Regions from separate parts of the Mus musculus genome. Here region 1 is linked to region 2. Evidence: chromatin contacts called from public HiChIP or PLAC-seq data. All regions are on one chromosome and are shown on one strand. The core of a region is the stretch at or near the end of the contact, and the rest is flanking DNA. Distances in the headings are between cores, read along the strand shown.

The links. HiChIP or PLAC-seq counts read pairs in DNA pulled down with a chosen protein or histone mark.
Region 1: a contact with region 2 is called in an H3K27ac HiChIP or PLAC-seq map of embryonic fibroblasts, with 6 times the contacts expected there. The contact joins two enhancer-like sites. A contact is called at or near these places in 2 of 115 datasets of contacts at active chromatin or transcription factors (embryonic fibroblasts and embryonic stem cells) and 1 of 9 other capture datasets (embryonic stem cells).

Annotation. Positions count from the first base shown.
Region 1 is chr16:93,518,035-93,524,995 of GRCm38.p6, forward strand. The region is part of intron 2 of Gm30695 (a long non-coding RNA gene); the gene reads right to left. Among named protein-coding and RNA genes, the nearest start is that of Gm30695, 9.9 kb to the right of the region's middle. Within about 2 kb of position 2,672, at least 19 of the 459 cell types and tissues checked have an H3K27ac peak or open chromatin away from gene starts, as enhancers often do. A contact at or near this core is called in embryonic fibroblasts, where this site is marked.
Region 2 is chr16:92,950,262-92,957,129 of GRCm38.p6, forward strand. Gm41499 (a long non-coding RNA gene) reads left to right here and starts at 6,698. Exons shown (of 3, transcript XR_876262.1): 1 at 6,698-6,802. Within about 2 kb of position 2,305, at least 70 of the 459 cell types and tissues checked have an H3K27ac peak or open chromatin away from gene starts, as enhancers often do. A contact at or near this core is called in embryonic fibroblasts, where this site is marked.

The DNA of each region.
Region 1 (6,961 bases), core at 1,422-3,921, 570 kb after region 2:
AGAGGAGGCCCTGGGTCCTGTGGAGGCTTCATGCCCCAGCATAGGGCATGCTAGGAGGGTGAGGCAGGAGTTGGTTGTTGGGTGGAGGAGCACTCTCTTAGAGACAAAGTGGAGGGGGGATGGGATGGGGGGATTGAGGCTGGGATACCCAGAAGGGGGACAACATTTGAATTGTAAATAAATAAAATAATCAATGGTGGGGATGAGAGGAAGGGAATCAAAAGCTCCGACAGCTAACAAGATGCTGTGCCCACTAAATCAGAGTGTGAGGAGGAAGCTCTGACCCAGTGATCCAGGTCACCCCAGCCTGGTTCCTGTGAAGGATGCTCCTGGGTCACAGAACACGCTCACATGCCCCTGGGTCATAAGCATACACTCACATGTCACACTCACATGCTAAGCAGTGCGCCAACCCATAGAGGACCAAGGAAGTCAGATGTTTTTCTAGAAGGAAGTAGGATGTGGCTTTTCCTTGGGAGTCTGTTTGTACTCACCATGAAGAAAGGACAACAGACCAAGAAATGCTTCCATCAGGAGACCTGTTTGGTAAAGCAATTATTACTCCAGCTACTTAGATGGTGACAATCACAGACAGGCACAAGGATAACCTTACAGCCACACTACCAAAAAGTCCCTCATCTCCCAACCAATTAACTGATTATCAATCTTTGAAGAAGGCATAGGCTCCTTAAACTTGGTTAGTCCCCCAGCTCCTGCCATGAAAGATGTTAATGGGCTTTATCATGTGAGTGTCTTGCAGGAGTGGCCACAGCTAGTTTGACTCAGTGACCACATCCAACCCCAAGGGAACAACTGTAGGGCACTTCACCCCTTCTTCAAAGCTTTCCACTCTTTCTTCTGCATTCCCTAAATCTCAGGGCTTATACAGATAAATGACTCTTTATTCCTTACACGGGCTGATCATTGAGCCAAAATACCACAAATCACTTATTCTTAACAGTTTGACTGGTTACAAGTCTTCTCAATAGCACTCACCCACTAGGAAATGATGTTTCCTTCCACTCAGGCCAAAGGCAACAAACTACAGCACAAACAAATGTTTAAAACGCAACTTGACAGACACATTGTACCTATTTTACGGAGCAATAGTGGCTTCCCCTTAGACCTTCTGAGCACCCAGCCACAATGTTTCTTCTTGCTTTCACTCTCAAACCTAGATCTCTTCCTGTGGAGAGGACCTTAAATTCAATTGTAAAATAACTGCTTTCACCTGGAGCAGTCATAGAGCTGCATGCCATGCTTATGGTGTTAGCATTCAGGGCCCATAAGGAGGCAGAATCATTGGCAATCATACTCGCCTAAGAGCTTGCACAGTACCTTCTGATCTTGTGAACACTAGCCAGCATGGAGGGAGCTTCTAGCTCAGTCATGGCTTTTCCCAGCTTGGTTTCTCCATGTCGTGAATTCACAGTGTCCCTAGCAATATAATCTTGTCTCACAGTCACAGCCTGTAGCCATAAGAGCCCGTGTGGTGTACCACTCCAACACCGTGATTCTCTTCAATAACCTTATAGTTTCCATGTACATCTCTGCCCCCATGCAGCATGCCTTCTGATTTTAGGCTGTTGTACAGTTTTCTCAATTACCTTGTCCTGTATCATCTGCACTGATAAAGCTTCCAAATATTTAACAGCTGTACCTCATCCTTGCATCTTGTTGATTTCCTACCCTTGCTCCTTTAGGTACCGTGCACATCCTTCTGGAAAACTTGGACTCAGAACTTCAAACTCTATAATAAAACCTTTTATAATGTGTGGGTAGGATCTCTGAGAGCCCAAAACCATCTGTTTTAAACAAATAGTGATTGATCTTGGAATTCAACAGCCAAAAGAATGAAAAACATAGTCAGGTATAATACAGCAATAATCCAATTGTTTTTATTAAATCATTTCCTCAAAAGAGCAATGTTGTATTCCATGACATGAGGGAAGCACTGTCTAACTTAGCTCTCAATAACTCACATTCATTCTCCATGAGCCATACTGCCTCCTCATTCTATGTCATCTCCCAGCTGGGTGGGGTCATCTCATGTCACCTGTTTCTGAGCCCAGCCTGGATCTGAGAGGTGGCAAGGCTATGTCATCATCTGCTGAGCCCTCCATTCAAGCCAACTTGCCATTCCTGACTCCTAGAAGGGCCTTGAGTGAGATAAACAACCCCTATCCCCTCACACACACACACACACACACACACACACACACACACACACACACACACAATATACATTTCTGCAAGCCAGAAATGTACAAAGCATGCTAGGGGTGGGGATAGCTGCCCACTGCTGGGTATGTTTAATTGTTTACCCACCCAATTGTCAGTTCTCCCTTTTACCCAACAGCTGAACTGCTTGTTGGGACGTAATGCCTCCCAGAGATGAGCAGGCACTGAATGTGCCATCTTGTCTGTATTCTTCTGGGGATCCCCACTCAGTACCGATACCCCCACATTTGCTCTTAAATAATCTAAACAAATACTTTGCTCTTTTTTCTCTCTCTCATGAATGTGGTGAAGTTTTAGGGGAGGTTGGGAATCAGGATGTGGAACTCAGAAGGGATCGAGTTGCAGAAAACCTGCAGCAGACATCCCAGAGCTGAGGGCTGAGGCCTGGGGAACAACATTCTCTGGAGATGACTAGACAGCCTTACAGACCAACCCCCTGAGTGTGCCTGAGGCCCAGGACAGGGCTGGTGCCAGGACCACTACGAAACTGTCTTGGGGGCAGTTAGACACACCAAAGAACTCAGAAAAATATGAGTGCTAACATTCTAGACACAAACCAGAGGGACAAGAAGAGACAGAAAGAGTCTCTGTTTCTCCTCTGTGCCTTTTCTCAGCTGTGACTTCCATACTCTTGTGAATGCCAAGGCAGTCAAGAATATTAAAAGGCTGATGTGCACAGAGGTCCAAAATGTCTGTCAGAAAACACCCAAACTGGAGGCTGCCTAGAGCTTAGGAAACTCATGTTTCGCTCCATTTGAAACATTAGGGTTAGTTCTCATCCACATCAAAAGATTACATCTAGAAGTGAATTCGTTCTCATTTCAAACAAACATTTAAAGTCCAATTAGCTCCCTTTTAATTCAATGCCAACCACTTAAAGAAAGGCGCTGAGAGTCTGTATACGGCATTTCTATTACTCCTCCCTTCCTCTCCTCTCTCCAACTCCTATGTTGTTGTCCCTGCCCCCAAATTCATCATTTTTTTATTATTCTGACATACATACATACATACATACATACATACATACATACATACATACCCAACTTTCTGAGTCTATTTAATATTGCTCACATATACATGTTTTTAAGGTTGACCATTCCGGACTAAATAGCCAGTTTTGGGGGGGGGGGCATCCCTGGGGAAGACTAATTCTCCCTCTCCCAGCAGCTGTTAAATGTCTGTATCTCTTCATCTAGGGGTGGAGGCCTCAGGATATTCCCCCATCCGAGTTAGCATGACTGCTGGTTTAGAGCCTACTCAACAGGAGGGAATCTATGCCTGGTACTGTAGAGCCAACTACCCATAATTGGTGAGGCTGGGGACGTAGAGGAAATCCTACTATTGACACTTTTCCCAACTAATATAATCATCCTATAATTCTAAACACTCATCCACTTAAATATTTTAAGAGCTTCTCTGGACAATAGGGAAGAGTCCTATGAACCGCTACCATCAAAGCATGGACATGGCTTGATTTGCATTTTTTCTGCACATTTGCTGAGTTATCTATCTTCCTTGGAAAGTGTCTGCTCAGTTCTTTTTCCTATTTGTTAATTGGATTGTTTGTGCTTTGGGATCTTAGGGGTTTTTAAATATTCTGGTTATTTATCTCCAGTTAGATGGATAGCTGGAAATCTTGTTCTCCTACCCTGCAGGCTGTTTCTTCGGTTAGGGTTTCCTCTGCTATGCTGGTGCTGTAGAATTTAAGGCACTCCTATTTGATTCTTGCATGATCCCTAAACTATTAGTCTCCACCTCAGTACAGACAGAAAATCACTGTCTGTACCTACATCTTGAAGTGTTTCCTTATTTTCAAATTCACTTCTCATATTAGGGTTTTTGATCCATCCTGAGTTGCTATTTGATGGTTGAGAGAGAGGAATCTGGTTTTATTCTTCCACATGTGGGCATTCTGTTCCCAGAACCACTTGCTGAGGAGGCTACAGAGCCTCAGCATAGGTGCAGTAAAGTTCGGCACTAAGCAGCATTAGCACAGTGGACTCTATCTACTCAACATGATCACAGGTCCACAGAGACAGATCCATGGTCAGTTCAAAAGCCCTTAGAAGGGTCCTGGACTCTACAGGATGGGCATCTATGCAAATCACTGGCATCTGCACTGGCTGATCTAAATTCTCCCTGACTAGAAATTCTCCTGAGAATTTCCACACAGGGAGAAATCCCTCTCTAACTCCAACTAAAGGAGATGAGCCCATCTGTTTCCGTTTCTGCCTGTAAAATCATCAGCTTTGCCCCAGTCTTCTGGGTAGACCAGTAGTCCAGACCTCTGGGTAGACCAGCAGTCCAGGGTATTTAAAATTGCTGCCAAGTGCAAAGAGAACAAAAGCCTGAAGGATTCCACCTGAACACTGTGACCTCCAGGTTAGTGGAAGGTTACAATGGATTTGGAGAGACATCTAGTGACAGTCCAGTAAACCACAGCAGCTTGGACAACGTGACAAAGTGATTTTATTTGATCAATAACCAAACATCTAAAGTGTTGTATTGTTTGTATTTATGGGGGGGGGGACCTCACATTTCAAAAAGAATATTCTTCAAAAGAAAATCAAGTTATTTCCTTTCCTATTCAAGACAATAACCTTCTAAAATTCAAGAACAGGGAGAGGACTATGTGTCAGTTACTGCACGTCACAGTGCTTGGAACAGGTTGTTTCCTCTCCTGATTTTCATAACCACCAACAGGCTGAGTGACAAAAGAAAACAGTGTGCAAATTCTTCTGGGTTATCAATTATTATTAAATAACCAGAATGATTATTTCGATATCCACCTATTTATCTGCAAATTTCCTAACTTTATTTTTCTTAACGGGTAAATAATATTCTATTCTTTACATGTACCATTTTTATATTTTTAATTAAAATGCAATTACTGTACTATTTTACCCATTTCAAGCCCCTCCCAGGACTCCTCCCTCAAACCCCTTCTATCCCCCACTCTCGAATTAATAGCCTCCTTTTCTTTATTATTGTCAAGCACATATGTGTACATGTAAGTATGCACAGATAGATACAGTCTGATGAGTCCATTTTGTTGTTTGTATGTATATAGTTTTAGGACTGTTCACTTGTTGGATAACCAGTAAGGGGGCTCATCTCTCAGAGGGAATAATTCTCCTTCTCCCAACTGTCCTTGCTCACCTGCAGCTATCTTAGGAGTGGAACCCTGCGAAGTTTTTCCCTTTCTGCAGTTGCATGTCAGTGATATTGCTGTTGTTCTGCATTTTGTTCTGCATTGTTTATGCAGCCGTTTCTAGGAGAGGCTGTTTCACAGCAGACTTCTCAGTGCTCTGGCTCAGACAGTCTCTCCACCCCTCTTTCCTTCATGCTCTCTAAGCCATACATACAAGAGCTGTGATACAGAAATATCAGTTGACGCTTGACTCCTCACAATCCATTGGTCTTTACAATGTGTCGAGCTGTGTGATTAAAACAAGCACTCCTGAACATTTTAGAAATTGATTTAACTCCCCTTGAGTCAGTCAGTTTGAACAATAGGCTCACCAATCAACCAGTGCTGAACACAAAGCATCCTGAAGCAAGACTGAAAGCCCACCAACCACCCTGAAGCCCTGATGGTCTCTATGAAAAATGGAAAGAAATCTCTGTATGTGTGCATGTGTGTGTGCGTGTGAGTGTGCATGGTTAATCCTTATGTTGCCCACCATCGGCAGTACCAGTATATGAAACTGCTAAGGCATATTTTATTTTGAACTGCATCCTGATGCACTGCATATGTGAAGTAGCACATAGCGAGTCACACCAGCACACATCCCTTCCCTGTTATTAGGAAAGAAAAATAGTTCTAAAGGTTTTAATTATTATTTTTGCCCTTTGACAATTTCATGTATATACATGACATCCTGGTTACTGCCACAGTCACTCACTCTTATTCCGTTTAACCACTATCTATCTCTCTATCTCTATCTCTCTCTCCATCTCTCTGTCCTCACCCCACTCTCTCACACACACAAACACACATACACACAGTCATATACTTAAACACACATTCATATACTTACACACACACATACACACACAGTCTCACACAGACATATACACATTCATATATTTACACACTCACACACTCTCACACATGCAAACACACTCATGTACTTATACACACACATACACACACAGTCTCACACACACACATACACTCACAGACATATACACACTCATATATTTACACACTCTCACACTCACTCTCGCACATGCAAACACACATTCACACATATACATACACACACACTCATATACACACACTCTCACACACACATGCACACATATACATTCATACACATATACATACACTCACATACTTACACACTCTCACACATACACACACATTCATATACACATCTGCACACATACATACATTCACATACATACACACACACACACATACATACACACACACTCACACACCCAGAGACTCCTTTCCCTCTTTTCCATGCTCATGTGTTTCTGTCCGTGGTTTTGTGACTGCACAGGAACACGGTAAGCACAGCACTGAAGACGATGTCTGCTCCTCCCCCAGAATCCATCAGTAGCTCACAGTTCCTCAGAGCCACACGAGCCCTCCCTCCCTGATCTAAGACGGTAGACACGCCCAGTGCTGGCAGTCACTGTTTCTACGATCTCACAATTACACTGGTTGTGTTGTGCCCACAAGAGCACAAGTCACAGCTCTTCTCCCCAA
Region 2 (6,868 bases), core at 1,055-3,554:
TGAATCTGTGTTCTTTGGTACTGGACTCTCAATTGTCCCCAAGTGCACCAGCCTCTGAGTCTTGTGTCATTATTCCTATGATGTCTGCTTTCTTTTTTCTACACCTTCCCTGCCACACAGACTGTTTCCTCAGACCGTAGTTCTTTCGTTTCCATCTCTGACTACATAAACACACGCAATGTGTGTACAATAGTAGAAAATATATCGGGAGGAACCCGTTCTAACTATGGGCATATTTGTGTATGTGCAGATGTACATTATGAGCAGCACATGTACATAGCTGTGTGCAGACAGAACCCAGAGGACAACCTCAGTGTCTTTCCTCAGCTGTCACCCATATTTTCTTTTATTTGAGACAGGGCCTCCCACTGACTGGGGGCTCACTAAGTGGGCTGGATGGATGCTCAGTAAGTGCCAGAGGGCAGGGCAGGAGTTCATAAGTCAGTTCTGGCTACTTAAGGACTTCCATAATACTTCTTGAACATGTCTCTTCCTTCACAGTGCTGCGACTACAAACACATGTTAATGTGCGTCCTGGGGTTTGAACTCAGGTCCTTACACTTGCAAAGCTAACACTTTACTGACAGAGTCATCTCCAGCCCTTCATCATCCCTCTCCTTAATGACCTGGTGAGTGCTTACTCCCATTTGAAAAGTGAGAAGATCCACTCGCCCAGTTAGTCCCTCCCGGCTAATGGAACTGGACTCAACCCAAAAGCTCTTTGATGAAGACAGCTTGTCCTGCCCCCCCATACCCTAGGCTCTCCCTCTAGACTCCAAGCTACCTGCAGCACTTTCCTTGTTTGTTCTTACACTCTGTGTTGCACTTAGCCTGGGGGAAGTGCTTATCAAGGTTCTATCAAAGGAGTGCACTTTAATAACATCCATTACTTTACATCATGGTGTGCAAAGTCACTGTGGTCACCCGTTGATTGTGCCCTCTTGGGCCCGAACACTCAATAGAAACAATAGGAAGATTTTCACTGTAAGGACTGAGAGCCAAGTACTGCTCTAAGGTCGAATTGTATCTCCTCTAATCCACACACACACACACACACACACACACACACACACACACACACACACAAAGTGCAGGGAACTCAGTCCCATCCTTCAGCCCATTTTATAGATGGGTGAACTAGAAGTAGAGTTCATCGAGCCTAGCAACAACACTTCTTCCCAAAGCCCATACTCCTAGGAAAAACAGGCTTGAGGGCTGAAGCCATGTGGCTGGCTTGTAGCTCGCACCCACCACTGCATCCCATTGCTGTCCTTATCTCAGGTGACTCCCATGCAAGGACAGCACATATGGATATGAACAAGTATGGGATATTTCCCCTCTCTCAAGCAATGCGTTCGTTCTCTGGAGCACAGATTCTCCATAGAAGTGACATGGTCAATGTACTGGAAACGTGGCTCTGGCATTCTCCAGCACTGGAGGCCAATGCGGTGAGAACACAAGAGGGAAATAGCCACAAGGAAAACAGATGACTCTGCATTGGAGAAAATACAAGAACGGCAAACTTCTGGCTGCTGTTTGTTGTAAAGTGGAATGCTGGGAAATTGCAATTAGGAGAGGCATGCTGTGGCCCAGAGAGAGAGAGAGAGAGAGAGAGAGAGAGAGAGAGAGAGAGATTCTAGATCGCACAAGAATTTGCCTATTCCCCAAATGTTGAGAATCCTGTATGCCTTCCCCGGGCTGGAGCAGGACCAAACCAGATCATACCAGAAGGCTTAGGCCTGGAGAATTCTATCTCAATAAATAGCTACTTGTGGGCTGATCGAAGCGTCAATTTTTAAAGGAGAATATGATCAGGAAGTTATAGTCTGCTTCCCACAATGCCTGACGCTTCCTATCCCCTTCCCCTCAATGAAAGAAATCACCTTACCAAGGATCCTGTGGGAGATAAAATCATTGCTGATTCCTTTGGCCTGGGATCTCACAAGTGTTACAAAACTGTGTCTCTGCCTACAGGGCGCATGCCAGTGTTAAACAACTACTGTTAAGATTTACTGGGGTTCATGAGAACCCACTGAGCCAAGAGGCCATTCTGCCAAAGGGTCACCGCTCTGTCTTTCAATCCTATTTATGTGTTGACTTTTGGTCTTTATCGTTGTTTGAAAGCAAACAAGGGATATTTCTCTTTGCGAAAGTTGATGACTTCAGGTGGAGAGAGAACAGCTGTGGCAGACGATTCTGGAAACACAGCGAAATAGCCTCTCTTCACATAAATGTTTATGGAAGCAGGAAGACTGAAGAAGAAAAACACAGCAGAAAATTGCATGACTCACAGGCTGAGTGCCTTCTAAATAAAGCATCTCTCCGAATTTCCCAGGAGATGCTGAATGTGAGCAGGCGGCAGAGCTCTGTGGGGCAACAAGACTGTGTTTAAACACCCCCAAAAAAAACCCCAAAACAAAACAAAACAAAACAAAAAACAGTGTACACAAAAGTCACTGGGGGGGTATTCTGTTCCTTTTGAGGTTAAAGAGAACCTCAAAGAAGAGAGCAAGAAATCCTGGATGCTGTGCCCCCCTCCATCTGCTGTTGAGTCCCTGTGCAGCTCTCAGCTCCTGGTTGGACCACTGTGCAGAGGAAGAGCTGTGGCCCAGTGCTGTGCCTCTTGCTGACTCAGAGATCTTCCTGTCGTAGAGCCTGGCCAACTGATGATCACTGAGTTTAATTTTAGATCTTGAGTGCTGGATCTGGGAATGTTTGCAAACTAGACCCAGGCTCCATTGACACTGGCATGTGAATTGGAAAGAAAGTTTGCAAGTCTTTGAGTCTTTACACTGCCCAGTCCATTGTACCCCCACAACATTGTGAATTTGGAATAAGCTAGAGGAAGCCGTCTTGGGGCACTACTTCACAAGTAACAGGCATTGCTCCTGAGTCTAGATCTCAGAGATAGAACTTCGTTCTTTATACTTAGTTTTTTATTCTTAGGAGTTTCTGACTAGGAAGATCTAGAAAGTTCTAGAAGGTTGCAGACTAGAATTTAATTTCCTTCCCACTCGAGTCAATAGGTCTTGAAGCTATTAGAAAATGTGTTAGAAATAGTCTCTAGGTTCTCACTGAGGCTTAGCAATTACAGCAATCTGATAGCAAGTTGGCAACGTAGAATCAGGTGAGCTAGTTAGAACAATCATCCTTGGTGCCTCCCATTTAGAAGCAGTTAAGCAATAAAACACTTCAAAGGGACAATCGCTTTCTACGATGGGTTTCCCTGTATGTTAAAGAGTCAGATTATTCAGTAAGTTGACCTGTTCTGAGTCAACTCCCACAAAAAATATGCAGGACACCCAGTCAACTGGATTATAAATGAACAGAAAGGAATTTTTAACTGAATACCTGTCCCGTGCTGTTTTCTTATTGGGGTTACCCCAGAAGACATCCAACTAGAGCAACTGTATATTTTAAATGACAACACAGGGAGGCCTGTGGGCTTTCGAAGTTACCATGTATTAAAAACACATTCTGAGTGTTTTCCTCCAAGAAGTGGGGAATCTAGATGAAGAAAATCTTTAATAGAAGCAAGAAGCTAGCTACTCTGGAAGGGTCCCACTCAGCCATTGACACATACTGTAGAGCGACAACCCAGAAAGCCAAGGTAGTTGGACTACAGAAAAATAGTGGGACAACTTAAGAAGTTCTGAGGTGACGCAACACTTCCCCCAGGCAGGATCTCAATTCCTACCATTCTGACTCCTTAACTTCCTTCAGTGTCTTCCATGGTCTCCCTTGAGGGCGAGAAAGGGAAGAGATAGGGTGGGGGTGTCCAGCAGTATTTTACTGTACATTTGTTTTGGCATTAGCTGAGTTCTAGACATGAAAACAATCCCCTGTTCTTAATTCAGTCCATGTGCGGCAGAGCCGTGCACAGGGAGATCTGGCTTTTACTAAAAGCTATTAACAAGCATGTTTGATCACAGGAAGTCGAGAGAGAGCAGTGCTTGCTTCTAAAACACAGTGAGTGAGTGCTGACCGGCCTCTAGAGGGAAGGCCCAGATTTGTGTGTTGGTCCTTTGGTAACCTACTGAGCTCCATCCAAGACAAGTAGAAGATGGGACCCGGAGGAAGATTCCCAAGCCAACCCCCAGTGTGGGCAAGAAGCCTGTCCCACTCTGTTCCGAGCACTTCCTTCCTGTCCAGGGAGGTGAGTTGCTGAGCCTGTTTCTGGGCAAGCGGCCATGTTGGGATATGGCCTTAGATAGCCTGCAGCTGGGCTGAGTGGGCGTCTGTCAGACTCAACATAGGCAGCTCCCACCGTCCTGCCTGGACAGCTGAATAGAGCTTCTGAGAAGAGCCTTTGATTTATTGGTGGCCCGACAGCCCTGGGTACTGCAGTTCAAGTTCCAGGAAGCAAAGCTGTGACAGATGAAGTTCTAAGTATACAGACAGTGTGCGTGCACACACGCACACACACACACACACACACACACACAGACAAACAGAGACAGAGAGACAGAAAGAGACAGGGAGACAGACACACATACACAAACACAGACAGAGAAACAGACAGGCACATACACACACACAGACAGACACACAGAGAGTGACAGACAGACAGAGAGACATAGACAGCCAGAGAGACAGACAGGTACACATACACACACACAGAGACAGACAGGAAGACAGACAGAGAGACAGACAGGCACACACAGACAGACAGACAGACAGACAGAGACAGACAGAGAGACAGACAGGCACAGAGAGAGACAGAGAGACAGGCACACACAGACACACACACACTCACACAGAGAGAGAGAGAGAAAGAGAGAGAGAGAGAAGACAGGCACACACAGACAGAGACAGAGATACAGAGAGACAGAGATACAGACAGGCACACACACACTCAGAAGACAGGCACACACACAGAGACACACAGACACAGAGACAGAGAGACAGACAGGCACACACACACAAGACAGGCACACAGGCACACACACAGAGACACACAAACACAGACAGAGACAGAGAGACAGACAGGCACGCGCGCACACCTCAGCAGTATGGAATGGAACTGAAGGATACCAGCGGTACAGGGTGCAGATTCTCCTACATGGGTGACATCACTGACTTGAGACCATCAAGGGACTAACTGTGTTAGCAGCACTGGACAGAGCCTGAGGTGGATTCTTTTTTGTTCCTTCCCACTGATTGTTTTCCTGAAGGGTGTGGGTTGAAGTCTGAGAGTGAGGGATCATAGTCTCTGTGGAGGAACCTGAGATGCCTTATTGCCGTACCCAGAGAGTCAGGACTGCTCTGCTTACAAAGACTACAGCAGCAAGGACTCACTCTTGGAGAAGAAACAGAAACCCAGACTCCCAGTTCCTGTTGATCCTATTTTTACTCTCTGAGTCTCCGTGACTCTCCATCTCCCTCTCTTCCTCTCCCCACCCTCACCCTAGCCTCGTTAGAATTCATACACACACCTGGTTTTCTATTTACTTTGGGGACAGAGGAGGTGGGGCCCAAGAAGGGAGGGCATGCTTGCTGGGGAGTGTCAGCATTTGCTGCTATAAGCGAGAAGAGGAGGGTGGGGGAGACTCTGCCCATCTCAGTCACGGGGACAGGTAGTTAGAAATATTGATGCGTTTGCATGTATCTGTTCATAACAAACAGTCCTCTCCATGGGTTGGCTGTTGGCCTCAGCTCAGATGCTTTGGCAATTCCAGACAGGTGGGAAGAAGGAAGATGGGGGAGGGGAAAGGCTGGGTTTATGGAAAGAAGTCTGACCAGTGGCTGAGGAGGCAGAGAACATATGATGTGTCTTTAGGATGTTAGGACCAGCACAATCTCCCTTTAATTTTAGCTTGGTCTTTTTACATGGGTAGCTCTGTCTGGACTCTCATATAGGCTCTTGAGCATGGGCACAGAGCTCAGTAATAAATTGCCCCAATCCGTGCTCTCTTGCACCTGGTACTCAGAATTTGCTGCACCACCTAAGCTTCAATAATTTAATAATTCAAATATAAGTTGATACATTTAGTAAAAACAAGGAATCTGCTTTATCAAATTGTTTCAGTTAGGGAATTCCCATTTATTCTCTTTAGTCTCCAATAATCTCGAAATAAATTGCTGAGATATAATGAATTTAAAAGGTAGTATTTTGATGCAAGTGAGGAACATTTTGAAGTAGTTTCATTGATTTTTTTTTTAATAACACAACTCATTTGGATAGGGATGAGTGTTCCCAAGTAGCAAACTTGAAAAACTAGCCCTGTTGTACAGTTTCTACAACAAACAGACCCACAACAGCAAAGCAAGCACTTCTACAGCGAGCTGGAGCTCTTGTTTGTGGAACCCTCCTAAACCTCAGCTATCTTGGGGGATCCCAGAGGACAGAATTACTTCATGTCACAGCAAAAATTCTCCTGGCTCTAAACAGCTCGTGGCTCTGGGAAACAGGAAAACAGTAGAACAAATGTCAAGCCGTGCAGTGTTGGGGAAGGTTGTGCTGTGGAACTTCTACTTTCCAGGGGTCCACCACTACATCTATGTCTTTGAATCCTTTCCTTCCTCATGTCTGGTGAGTTTCTCTTTTCTTTCTCGGAATACCCATTGTCAAATCCCAAATAGCAAAGATTACCACCAACCAGATGGCTAGTGTGGACTCCTCACAGTGAATAATTTTCATAGCACATCAGGGCCACAGACAAACAAAAATGTAACCAGGTGCTAGGAAGGTGTCTTCCAGGGTATAATGATTGGATACAAGCCTGAAGAATCATCAACCACTGTGAGAAAGCCAAGTGCAGCAACTCCTGCCCCAACCCTGGTGAGGCAGGATGGTAAGGAGGTAAGGACTTGCTACGTAGGCAACCTAGCCAAATGGACAAGTTCTAGATTCGGGAAGGAATCTTGT